Regions from separate parts of the Mus musculus genome. Here regions 1 and 3 are each linked to region 2. A link is a contact called in public HiChIP or PLAC-seq data. All regions are on one chromosome and are shown on one strand. Each heading gives the region's core, a stretch centred on a gene start, on an enhancer-like site or on the middle of the called end of the contact. The rest is flanking DNA. Distances are from core to core; before and after follow the strand shown.

Region 1 (3,476 bases), core at 68-2,567, 220 kb before region 2:
ATATGTAAGTACGCTGTAGCTGTCTTCAGACGCACCAGAAGAGGGCATCAGATCTCATTACGGGTGGTTGTGAGCCACCACGTGGTTGCTGGGATTTGAACTTCGGACCTTCGGAAGAGCAGTCGAAGAGCAGTCGGGTGCACTTACCCACTGAGCCATCTCACCAGCCCCCCCCCCTTTTTTTTTCTTTTCTTTTCTTTTTAACTTTTGCTGAGGATGGAACCAGAATTTTATGTGTGCTATATTAGACTCTACCACTCAGCCACATCCCTAGTCCTTTTAATTTAAAATTTTTAAAAACTTTTTTAAAGATAATGTCTTGAACTATATTTTGGGCTGGCCTGTAATTTAGCATGTTGTCCAGTAGCTGTGATTAAAGACATGTACCACCATATCCAGCTACTTATTGGCTCTTGAAAGGTTTTCATTCTGGGATCAGAGCAGACTGATCAGAGACACTGGTGGGCTTTCCAGGCTATCCTAAAGCCTTTGACAAAGGGCATCTTGCTCATTTAACAGCCAGTGTTCTGTTACCAGCCCCTAAACATGGCAGTATTTACAGTCACCTAGGGAGCTGAGCCTTCATCTCAGACCTGTTAGTTTGAATCAAAAATTAAAAGATTCTTATGTGTGTTTGGTCCTAAGGACCTGATACTCCAAGGACATCTGGATGCCTGGCTGTAGTCACTTGGTACTAGTGCATAAAGTTCCTGCCTAAGAATTGCCTAATACACTTCATAAAAACACAGCTTTGGGCAAGTGACTACAGCTAGGCATCTAGATGTCACTGGAGTCTCAGGAGCATCTTATAGTAAAATTGGGCTACTGAGTAATCCTTCTCTGCAATGTGTGCCTTAGAGAACCACTGAGACCCCATGGAAGCTCTTGCTGCACACCTACACCTTTTTGCCACATTGAGTTCTGGGTGTAACCTTTCTATTACACACACACACACACACACACACACACACACACACACACACACATATATATGTAAAAATTAATATATATATATATATTGTTCGTGTGAATATGCCACATGTGTGTGGGTCCTGAGGCCAGAAGAGGGTGTCAGATCTCCCTGGAGTTCCAAGGGGTTGGCCACCGAGCCTTCTTTCTACTCTAAGTCTAGGCTTTCTTCAGGGGGTGATGACAAGCCCTTTAGGAGGCCGACTCCTGTTCAAAACTCCATGCTGTCTGCTTGTCTGTCTTGAGAAGCTAGGTAGGTTTTCTATTTGCGGTCCCCAGAGGCCCCCAGGAAAGGTGACGAATCACTCTGTCTTGGTTTGTTGCTCTGAAGGGTGGGGTTGGCTCACTATGAGATAAGACCTGGCTTACTCTGTAGCCCTAGATTTCCGGCCCCAGACAGCCACACCGCACCCACTGCAAATAGACTGATAGAACCACATGTCTAAATCATACAGTGATCTGAGCCCAGACTTTGTGCTGGGTCTGATTGTGAGTGGAAATTACTCCTCTGTGTGAAATGACCAGTGACATCAAAATAGGAAGAAGAGCTGAGGTCACCTCTGGGAAATGGACATTCCTTAGGGCCCTGGAAGAAGTGTCCCTTCAGAGTGCAGCCGGGCTGCTTTTGCTTTCTTGATTACCTAGTTTTAGATGGGGCAGTGAATGTGGGGAGGTTTTGGTTATTGCTCCTTTCGTATTAAATAATGTTTTTTTTTCTTCCCCTGCCCTGTTTTTTGTCTCTCTTCTTTTTTCTCCTTTTGTTTCATCTTTTTAATTCTCCCTCTGTATTCTTTCTGTTCTTCACATTCCTTCTATCTCCCTTCTCTTTTGCCTGGTCTCCCACCCGTCTTTGCCCCACAGGACACACTGAGCACTTTCAGGACGCCTTTAAAGGTTCCTCGTGGAATGTGGGAGACCTCTCTCTTGCCCTGTACTCTGCCCTCTTCTCTTACTCAGGTTGGGACACCCTTAATTTTGTAACAGAAGAAATCAAAAACCCAGAAAGGTAAAGGCGAGATCACACTCTCCAACTTGGCTGGAACTCCTGCTGATGGTGGGCGCAGTTGCCCTGTTCCCATAGCTCCTCCCTCGACCTCCCCTCCCCTCATCCTCTCCCTGCTCCCCTTCTCCAGTTAGGAGGGGTTGGGGGCTAGGATGGGAGTGAGTGAATGTGGGAAAGCCCTGGCTCTCACCCTCATGTTCCATTGGAGAGCATCCAGGGTCCACTAAAGAGGAGAGGTCTTTAGTGGGCAGCAGCAGACCCAGCTAGGGCTGAGGTGGCAGGCTTTAGCCCTGTGGTGCTGAGACTGTCTCTGGCCTACCAGATCACCAGACTAACCTCTAGCTTCTAGAGGATGTTGCTCCTTGCATTTATCCTGAGATCACAGATGCAAGAAGGTTAGAAAGCCACATGTGGCTCATTGGACCTAATGAGATTGGATAAACTCATCGTGAGTCCCTTCTCAGGGAAAGTGCTCTTCTTTCTCAGTGGAAAATGCCCAGGAACATGGGAAGCTTACCCGCCCTGAGGCATACAGAGAAGAGGAGCTCATCTCAGAGAGCTGGCAGCCAGTGAACTGTTAAATGTTAGGAAAATTCCAGGGGGTGCTGGATGGCTTTTGATTCTCAGCAGAGCTTGGTTCTAGGTAGTCTTATTTCACTTGTCCTGACAGGAATTTGCCCTTGGCCATTGGGATTTCTATGCCAATTGTGACACTCATCTACATCCTGACCAACGTGGCCTATTACACAGTGCTGAACATTCAGGATGTCCATAAGAGTGACGCTGTGGCTGTGGTGAGTCTCTTGGGGGAGGAGGGCTGTCCTCATTTGCCCCTGTTCCCAAATGGTGTAATCTTTTTCTGCAGCTAATCTAGCTCTGCAGTGTTCGTCGTGGGTCTAGATAGGGCAGAGGGTAGGCATTTTATCGAGGACTGCCTTTGTTCAGAGATCATAGATAAGAGGAGGGTAGCAAAGCTCTCCTGTGTTGTTTCCCTCCTTTGCTTTGCCTTCAGACATTTGCTGACCAGACATTCGGCATGTTCAGTTGGACCATCCCCATTGCTGTTGCTCTGTCCTGCTTCGGGGGCCTAAATGCATCCATCTTTGCTTCATCAAGGTACTTTGGTTTCTGATACTAGACTGTTCTTAGCACCCACATGGCTACTCACCACCATCTGTAACTCTAGTTCAGGGGTAAGAGAGTAGTGCTTCTCTTAGTTGCTGTTCTATCTCTGCAACCCCACAGTGGCATTTCAAAGAAGGGCTATGCAATCCCAGCAGAAACAGGAAGGTCCCAAGTTTGAGTCCTGCCAGACCTACACAAGGAGACCTTGTGTCTCTTTAAATTAAAAAAGAAAAGGCCATTGTGGTAGCTGTTGGTGGCAGAATAAGGGCATCCCTGGTGGGATGGGGATGTCACTAGGTGGTGGGAACACAGCACAGCATCCCTGGTGGGATGGGGATGTCACTAGGTGATGGGAACACAGCACAGCATCCCTGGTGGG
Region 2 (3,614 bases), core at 540-3,039:
TGTAGACAATGCGTACAAATAACGTCATAGGGCCAGAGAGACGGCTGGACGGGTAAATGCACTTGCAGAGAAAACCTGAAGGCTTGAATTCAAACGTCGAAAGGTGGAAAAAGACAACCAGCTCCCAAGTGTTGTCCAACTTCCCTCTCCCCAACACACACAGACACACACACACACTGACACAGTCACAGAGATCGTTCTGTCTCTGCACCCACCACCACTCCCCCTGCAAGAATAAAAGGTATGGGCAAATACGTTTTACATACATACATACATACATACATACATACATACATACATACATACGTTTGTTTGTGTTGGGGTCCCTAGGAGATACTCTGGCCCCCATCTGTGAGCTGTGTGGCTGCCAGCGCTGGGGAACGAGCTGTAGTGCCTGGTGCCGAGCCTTACCCTAGCCTGTGTTTTGTGCTTCTTACTGAAAGTTCTGCCTTAGGAATCCTTCTAGGGTCTCTTAAACTTCTGTTTTGTGCGTATCTGTCTGCTACTGTTGTCTAGTGTGGAAAGTATTTGCAGAGTTTCCAAGGGGTTTGTTGTTATTTATACTTTCTCCGCCCCCGCATCCCAGCAAAAATCCACAGAACACTGTGATAAAAAGACAAATAGTAACAGGTGTGGGTAGGAATGTTGAAATCTATATGCTGTTAGTTTAAAAAAAAAAAAGATGGAAGTGATACAGCCTCTTTAGAAAACATTCACAGTTCCTTCAAATGCTAAACATGGTGCTACCAAATCTCTATAATTCAACTTCTCTGTATCTACCCCAGATCAATGAAACTGCACCCCCATAAACGTGTGTACACACATATCCTCTGTAATGTTGCTTTGAAGATAAAAGCATAAAATCTCACAGTGTGAACAACGCAGACGCTACCAACTGATGAATGAATGTGGTACACTCGGGCAATCAGATCTTTCATTCAGCATTAAAAAAGAATGGGATAGAGACTCCTGTGATGTGAATGAACTCAGAACCACTGTAATAACTGAAAGAAGCCAATCATAAAACTTCATATTGCCTGATCTTATGAGATACCCAGAAGAGACAGATTTGTCACAAAGACAGCACAGGTCAGTGGTTGCCCGGGATCGAGAGGAGGTGGGTTAGGACGAGGGGACGGTTATTAATGTACATGATTTTTTTTCTTTTGTGGCTAATTAAAATGTTCAAAGAGGAGACTACAACGATGGTTGTGCAACTCTTTTTATGTACTAAAGTCTATTGAATTATACACTTTAGTCATTCGTGCATGCATTGTTTATTTATTTTGGCTTGTAAGACCAGGTCTCTTGTAGCCCAGGCTGGTCTTGAACCACAGTTTAGGATAACCTTGAACTCCCGATCCTTAGCCACTTGTGTGCTAAGAGAATTGAGAATTGAGTCTACAGAGTGAGTTTCTGGACATCCTGAGCTACACAGAGGGAGAAAGAGGGAGGGGGGAGGGAAAGGGAACGGGATGGGAGGTGGAGGAGAAGGAGAAAAGAAAAGAAGGAGCGGTGAGAATTTCTAGAAGCTCCAACACACACACACACACACACACACACACACACACACACACACACACACACACGACAAAAACTTTGAACCTTTCCAGCAGCTCCAGAAAACACACATACCAAAGAAAAACTTTGAACCTAACCTGCCCGCCTTCTTGTGCTCTTACTGCAGCCCCCCACTAGGAGGCAGGACCTCTGCAGGGCGGGCACGCGAGGATAGCTGGGAATCGTAGTTTCTGCACCCGTGGATGGGCAGGCGCGAGGATCATTGTGCGCAGTCGCACTCGTGGCTCTGCGCCCGCCGCTGTGGCCATTGTCCGACCCTGTTGTTGCAGAGCAGTACTGCCGGGAACAAGAAACTGCAGCGGGCGCTAGAGGGGCGGACCTGAGGTCGCGGATTCCGAAGCCCCGGAGGCAGATTCCGAGTGCAGTGGGTAGGAGGCTGTCCTCCGGGCCTCGCCGACCATCCTGCGGACGGACTGGGCGTGGCCGGAGGAACTGTCCCGAAGCTGTGGGGCCTTTCATTTGGCCTTGGGAAGAGCAGCAGGAGAAGGCGGGGCTCCTCCCCACGTTTCGGCCGAAGTGGCTGCAGAGCTGAAGGGGTGGGGCCTCGGGGTAGCCCGGTGAGTGGATCCTGTCCTCTCTCCTCAGCCCTGGACCATAGCCAGCACACACTGAGGCAGGAATGGCCCCGAGACCTCCGACGGCCAAGCCCCAGGTGAGCCGAGCCTTCCCCCACCGCCCGGAGCATCCCACCCTGAGAGGCCCCCGGAGTCTGTATGGAACAGTTATTGGTATAGGTATAGAGAGTCTTAGTTTGGATCGCTTTGAGTCTCCTCCTCTGGAGAAAACCCCTCCCAAAGTGCCCAGCCCTGGGCAGAGCAGGATTTCTGAAAGGATGGAGTTAAAGAGGAGACTAGGGAAGTGCGATCTTGTGAGAGGAAGTGTTCTGGGGGTGTCAGCACTGAGACTTTATTGCAGTGTGCACTTCTTAGAACTCTTCAGTGAGGAATGGAGGATAGAGGGACAAAATAGAAAAGCCCCCTGCTTCCCATCCAAAGGCCATAAAGAGATAGTAGGGGGGCAGAAGAGACCTATTAGAATAAGAGGCCGGTGAAGGTTGGGCGCTGAGTCGGAGACCACCATTACAGCCAAACCTGGTCAGACAAGCTCCAGCTTTTCTTGCCCCCCCCCCCGCCCCACTCGTTTTATTTTCCTTTCTTTCTTTCCCCATTAACAAATGTATAATAGTGCGCACCCTCCATAGCCCCGGCTTCAGGTTAATTAGTAAGAGACAGATTTATCAACCCACTTTTTAGTTGTAGCAAAAGGGGCATTTTCTGGACATAAGCTCTGAGGCTGTCCGTTTTACTTTGATGAGAACATAATCTGAACTCTCTTTGGAGTTGAAGGTAAGAACTAGGACTATAGCTCAGTGGTAGATCACTTGCCTAGTATGTGTGAGGTCCTAGGTTCAATTCCCAGCACCTCCTGGAAAATGATAAGGATGGGCTGGAGAGATGGCGCTCCAGTTAAGAGCACACACTGTAAGCTTTTACACGCTGCTCTTGCAGAATTAGTTTCGTTCCTAGTACTCACGGCAGGAAGTACACATCCACCTTGTAATACAGGTTAAAGGGGACCTGATGGCTCTGGCTTCTTGGATACCTGCTCTCACAGGAACAAAATTGTTAGAAACGGGGGAAAAAAATCTCAGCTCAAGGCATTGAGGAAGAAAGGATCGCACAGAGTTGAAAGAAGCCTAGCAGGGCTCTGAACTCTTGTAAAAATGGTCCAACTGAACCAAAACTGAGCTAAAAACCACAGTTTGCCAGGGTGACTTCCGTCTTTTCTCCCTCACAGAGGTGGTGACTGAAACTCATCCCGTTAATTGAAGCTTGATCCTATAATCTGACACGATTGGCTAATTGTTGCAAAGGGGAAGGCTTGGGGAATATAATATGGGCCTTTATAAGGCTATTTTCGTGAGGGGAAAAAGGGTTTGCACAATACCCACAGAGAGACCCATAATATAACAAAATACTTTTAACAGTAAGCTACAAGTTGTAGTTGCTACAGGTATCATATAATCAAGTTCA
Region 3 (3,464 bases), core at 169-2,668, 210 kb after region 2:
TCTGTATCTGTCTGCCTCTGTTGGGATTTCAGGTGTGTGCCACCCCCTGTGCTCCTCAGTGTATTTCTACAGGGTGGTGGTACCTAAGGAAAAATCCATTCCTAGGGACTCTGACGTAAATATTTGGGATGAGGTCTGTCAAGGACTGGGCATTTTAACTTCACTTATTTTTATAGCCCTGAGGGTGGACATGGGACCTCTTGTAGGCTAGGTAGGTTTCCTTCCTTTTTTCTCCCCTTTTGTTTCTTTTTCTTTTGACAGGGTCTTTACTAGCCTTGGGCGGTCTGGAACTCACTGTGTAGACTAGGATAGCCTCAAACTCCTAACGGTCTGCCTGCCTCTACCTCTTGGCCTAGGGCTGTGGACTGTCTTTTTGGTCCTACTATAAGGATCATCTGGACCAGAACGCACGTTCTCAAGCCTACGCTGGGGAGTGCCTCACCTAGAAAGCTTAAAAGCGTAGACTCTCGCTGGATGTGGTGGCTCAGGCCTTTGATCCCAGTACTCAGGAGGCAGAAGCAGGTAGATCTCTGTGAGTTCCAGGACATCCAGGGCTACATAGAGAGACATTGTTTGCCCCCAAAGCACAGACCCTGACAGGCCTGTCCATCTTAAGGAACGGAGGCCAGAGACCTGTTGGTAGTTGATGGTTTGATGGTTTATTTAGAAACTCTCCCTGATGGTTCTTGACTTGGGGAGTGAGGAGAAGCCACTTCAAGTTGTAGACAAGGTGTGTGTGTGTGTGTGTGTGTGTGTGCAAGTGTGCCAATGTGTAAGTGTGTCTGTATGCCTTGCACACACACAGTTGTTTCAAGTGTGCTATGTAGCCAAGGATAACACTGAACTCTGAATTCCCCTTTATCTGTTTATGGGCACACATTTCCCCCCTGAGGGATATAAATTCTCCTTGAAGTGTTGATTCACCCCTGAAGTAGAATCAGGTCTAAAGTGGGGATGAATCTCAGGGTCCTTCCAGGTAGAAATGTAGGGCAACAATGACAGTACACTGTACCCTCCTCCTCCCTGTCCTTCTCCCCGCTTCTTTTTTCTTTTTGAGCTCTGAGTGACTGGAAGTCATGTAGATTGGCTGGTCCCGATCTTGTGCCTTTGCTTCCCGGGTGCTGAGAGTCGTGTGTTCTGAAGAACAGATTTAAGCAGGCAAGCAGGCTATGTAAGATGTGTGACAGAATTCCAGAGTTGAAGAGGCTGGATGGCCAAGGGACCTGGCTCTGTCCATCCAGCCTTCAGTCTGCCTTTTCTTCTCGCTGGGAGAGTGGCTTGGTTAATCCACACCAGTGGGTGACTTTACAAATTAACTCCCGTGACCTTGGACTGTTCCATCCATAAACACGGCTCCCTAGTTTATGAGTTGCCCAGCCCAGTGTTAAAAATCTACGGTGAACTAAGCCCTGGGAGAAGCCAGTGTGAAACTCAAACTGAGCAGAGACCAGATCAAACATGGAGATAAGACAGCTACAGTTTCACTTTTGGGCAGGGCCAAGAATTTCAGGACTTTCTTTACTACAGATGGGGCGTTATTTTGCTTTCCTATGGGTGTGTGTGTGTGTGTGCTGATTTAGTTTATGATTCATTGATTTTGGGGTTTGATAGCAGGTCTAGGGAACACATAATGCGTTACAGATATTTGATTTTAAATGTATTCCTGGTACTTTTTGGGGGGGGGTTGTTTATTGTTTTGAGGTTTCTCTTTTCCCCCGGCTGTCCTAGAACTCATGCTATAGACTAGACTGTCCTCAAACTCAAGATTTGCCTGCTTCTGTTTCCTGAGTATTGGAATTAAAGGCACGCACCACCACTGCCAAGTTGTTTGCCTGGTATTTTAGAAAGGGCAATTAGTCATGAGCCTGAGGGTTTTTCACATTTATTTGTTTTGCTTGTAACAAGTTAACCAGTGACAGGTTTACTTTAGTTCTCTCTGTCTCTGTCTTTGTGTCTCTGTCTCTTATCTTTCCTTGACAGGGGGGTCTCATGTAGCTTCGGTTGACCCCAAACTCACTATTTTAGCCACCAGGGCCTTTAGCACCTAGTCTTCTGACTGTAAGTCCTCTGAGTGCTGGGGTCACAGGTCTAACCTTCTCATTGAGGAAACTTTGGCCTCTATCTCTGGTCATCAATACTGATCTGGAGATCTCTGAGATACTATTACTGTGGAAGGCCATTTGATTCTCTTATGATGGAGCCTGATGAGCCAGACCAGAGAATGGCTCCTATTAGGCTCATAAACTGGAATGCTTACTCACTGGGGAGTGGCATCATTTGAAAGGATTAGAAGGATTAGGGGTGTGGCCTTGTTGGGGGAAGTATGTCACTGGAGGTGGGCTTTGAGGTTTCAAAAGCCCATGTCAAGACCAGTGTGTGTGTGTGTGTGTGTGTATGTGTCTGTCTGTCTGTCTGTCTGCCTCTTTGGATCAGGTTGTAGCTCTCAGCTACTGCTCCAGCACCATTCAAGCCACCATGATGATTAATGGGCCAAACTTTTGAAACTGTTAGACAAGTCCCCAGTTAAACGCTTTTTTGGATATGAGTTCCTTAAGTCACATGCCTCTTCAGCAATAGAACAGTGATATTGGACAACCAGGAGCGTGCTGGAAAAGTGAGAAATTTAGAATTTTTCCCAGCAGTGGGAATTTCCTGTGTCCTGATGCCGATGCCCTCTTTTCAAGACTAAACTGAGAACTTTGCTCCTTTGCTGCTTCCCTCCTTCCATCCTTACCTGCTCCAGTGAAGAATTTGTTGACATCCGTATCTCAGGCACAAGGGGGAAAACAAAGGGAAAATAAAGATAAGAGGAGGAGGGCTGAGTGGCAAAGTGAGTGCCATACAGCTTAGAACTCTGCAGAAAGCAGACCACAAATTTGCCTCTGTTCCTGCCAGGCAAAATAAAGAGGGAAATCTGATCAGCCCTCCTGCTGGACTTCAGTGTGCTGGCCATTAGTGGGGTGCCTGGCTCCTCCAGAGAGTTCTTGCTTCATTGTAGCTCCCACCACTCTAATGTGCTAGACTTCCCATTTGCAATTGTCTTTACTAGATAACCAACTAATGCTTGGGTGGACAACATTGCACAATAGAGGGCAGAGATTTCAGTCATGTGTGTCACCACCTACACAGCTCCATGAGGAGCATTTTTGCATCTTTGCACTCCCCCACTCCCCGGGTAAGATCTGTCTTGTATAATGCATAGCATAACTATGTAATGGTGGGGATTTTACTAATGCTATTCACTACCCAGCACTCTGCCGCCTCAGGGTCACGTGTTTACTATTCCCTCTGCTGGGCACCTTTGCCTTGGCATATAGCTTATAACTCCAGGCTCTGTTAAAGCTTCCCCCATAGTGGAGTCTACCACATAATAAAATGTACAGTTCCTTTTTCATAGCCTTTATTATAATCCAGCTTAATACTGTATGCTATTTGATTGCTTCTCCAACATCCCCCCCCTCCAA

Evidence for each region. HiChIP or PLAC-seq counts read pairs in DNA pulled down with a chosen protein or histone mark.
Region 1: an H3K27ac HiChIP or PLAC-seq map of extraembryonic endoderm stem cells shows a contact between it and region 2. The contact joins the enhancer-like site here to the promoter of Zfp90 in region 2. A contact is called at or near these places in 15 of 39 promoter capture datasets (the 3T3-L1 cell line, 3T3-L1-derived adipocytes, the C10 cell line and 9 more), 2 of 15 datasets of contacts at CTCF or cohesin (large pre-B cells and pro-B cells), 11 of 484 Hi-C or Micro-C datasets (the C2C12 cell line, cranial neural crest, embryonic fibroblasts and 6 more), 6 of 115 datasets of contacts at active chromatin or transcription factors (bone marrow-derived macrophages, embryonic stem cells, extraembryonic endoderm stem cells and 3 more) and 3 of 9 other capture datasets (adipose tissue, liver and pancreatic islet).
Region 3: a contact with region 2 is called in an H3K4me3 HiChIP or PLAC-seq map of the SCID.adh cell line, with 9 read pairs. The contact joins the enhancer-like site here to the promoter of Zfp90 in region 2. A contact is called at or near these places in 11 of 39 promoter capture datasets (the 3T3-L1 cell line, 3T3-L1-derived adipocytes, the SN4741 cell line and 7 more), 1 of 15 datasets of contacts at CTCF or cohesin (the NIH/3T3 cell line), 4 of 484 Hi-C or Micro-C datasets (the 3T3-L1 cell line, embryonic fibroblasts and muscle stem cells), 22 of 115 datasets of contacts at active chromatin or transcription factors (the SCID.adh cell line, SST interneurons, bone marrow-derived dendritic cells and 15 more) and 2 of 9 other capture datasets (adipose tissue and embryonic stem cells).

The regions. Positions count from the first base shown.
Region 1 is chr8:106,190,509-106,193,984 of GRCm38.p6, forward strand. It overlaps Slc7a6 (solute carrier family 7 (cationic amino acid transporter, y+ system), member 6), which reads left to right. Exons shown (of 10, transcript NM_178798.4): 4 at 1,831-1,975; 5 at 2,643-2,766; 6 at 2,985-3,088. Among named protein-coding and RNA genes, the nearest start is that of Slc7a6os, 19 kb to the right of the region's middle. Within about 2 kb of position 1,318, at least 26 of the 459 cell types and tissues checked have an H3K27ac peak or open chromatin away from gene starts, as enhancers often do. A contact at or near this core is called in extraembryonic endoderm stem cells, where this site is marked.
Region 2 is chr8:106,413,538-106,417,151 of GRCm38.p6, forward strand. Zfp90 (zinc finger protein 90) reads left to right here and starts at 1,790. Exons shown (of 4, transcript NM_011764.4): 1 at 1,790-2,233. The coding sequence starts at 2,201.
Region 3 is chr8:106,621,858-106,625,321 of GRCm38.p6, forward strand. All of the region lies in intron 2 of Cdh1 (cadherin 1), which reads left to right. Among named protein-coding and RNA genes, the nearest start is that of Cdh1, 20 kb to the left of the region's middle. Within about 2 kb of position 1,419, at least 67 of the 459 cell types and tissues checked have an H3K27ac peak or open chromatin away from gene starts, as enhancers often do. A contact at or near this core is called in the SCID.adh cell line, embryonic fibroblasts and pancreatic cancer cells, where this site is marked.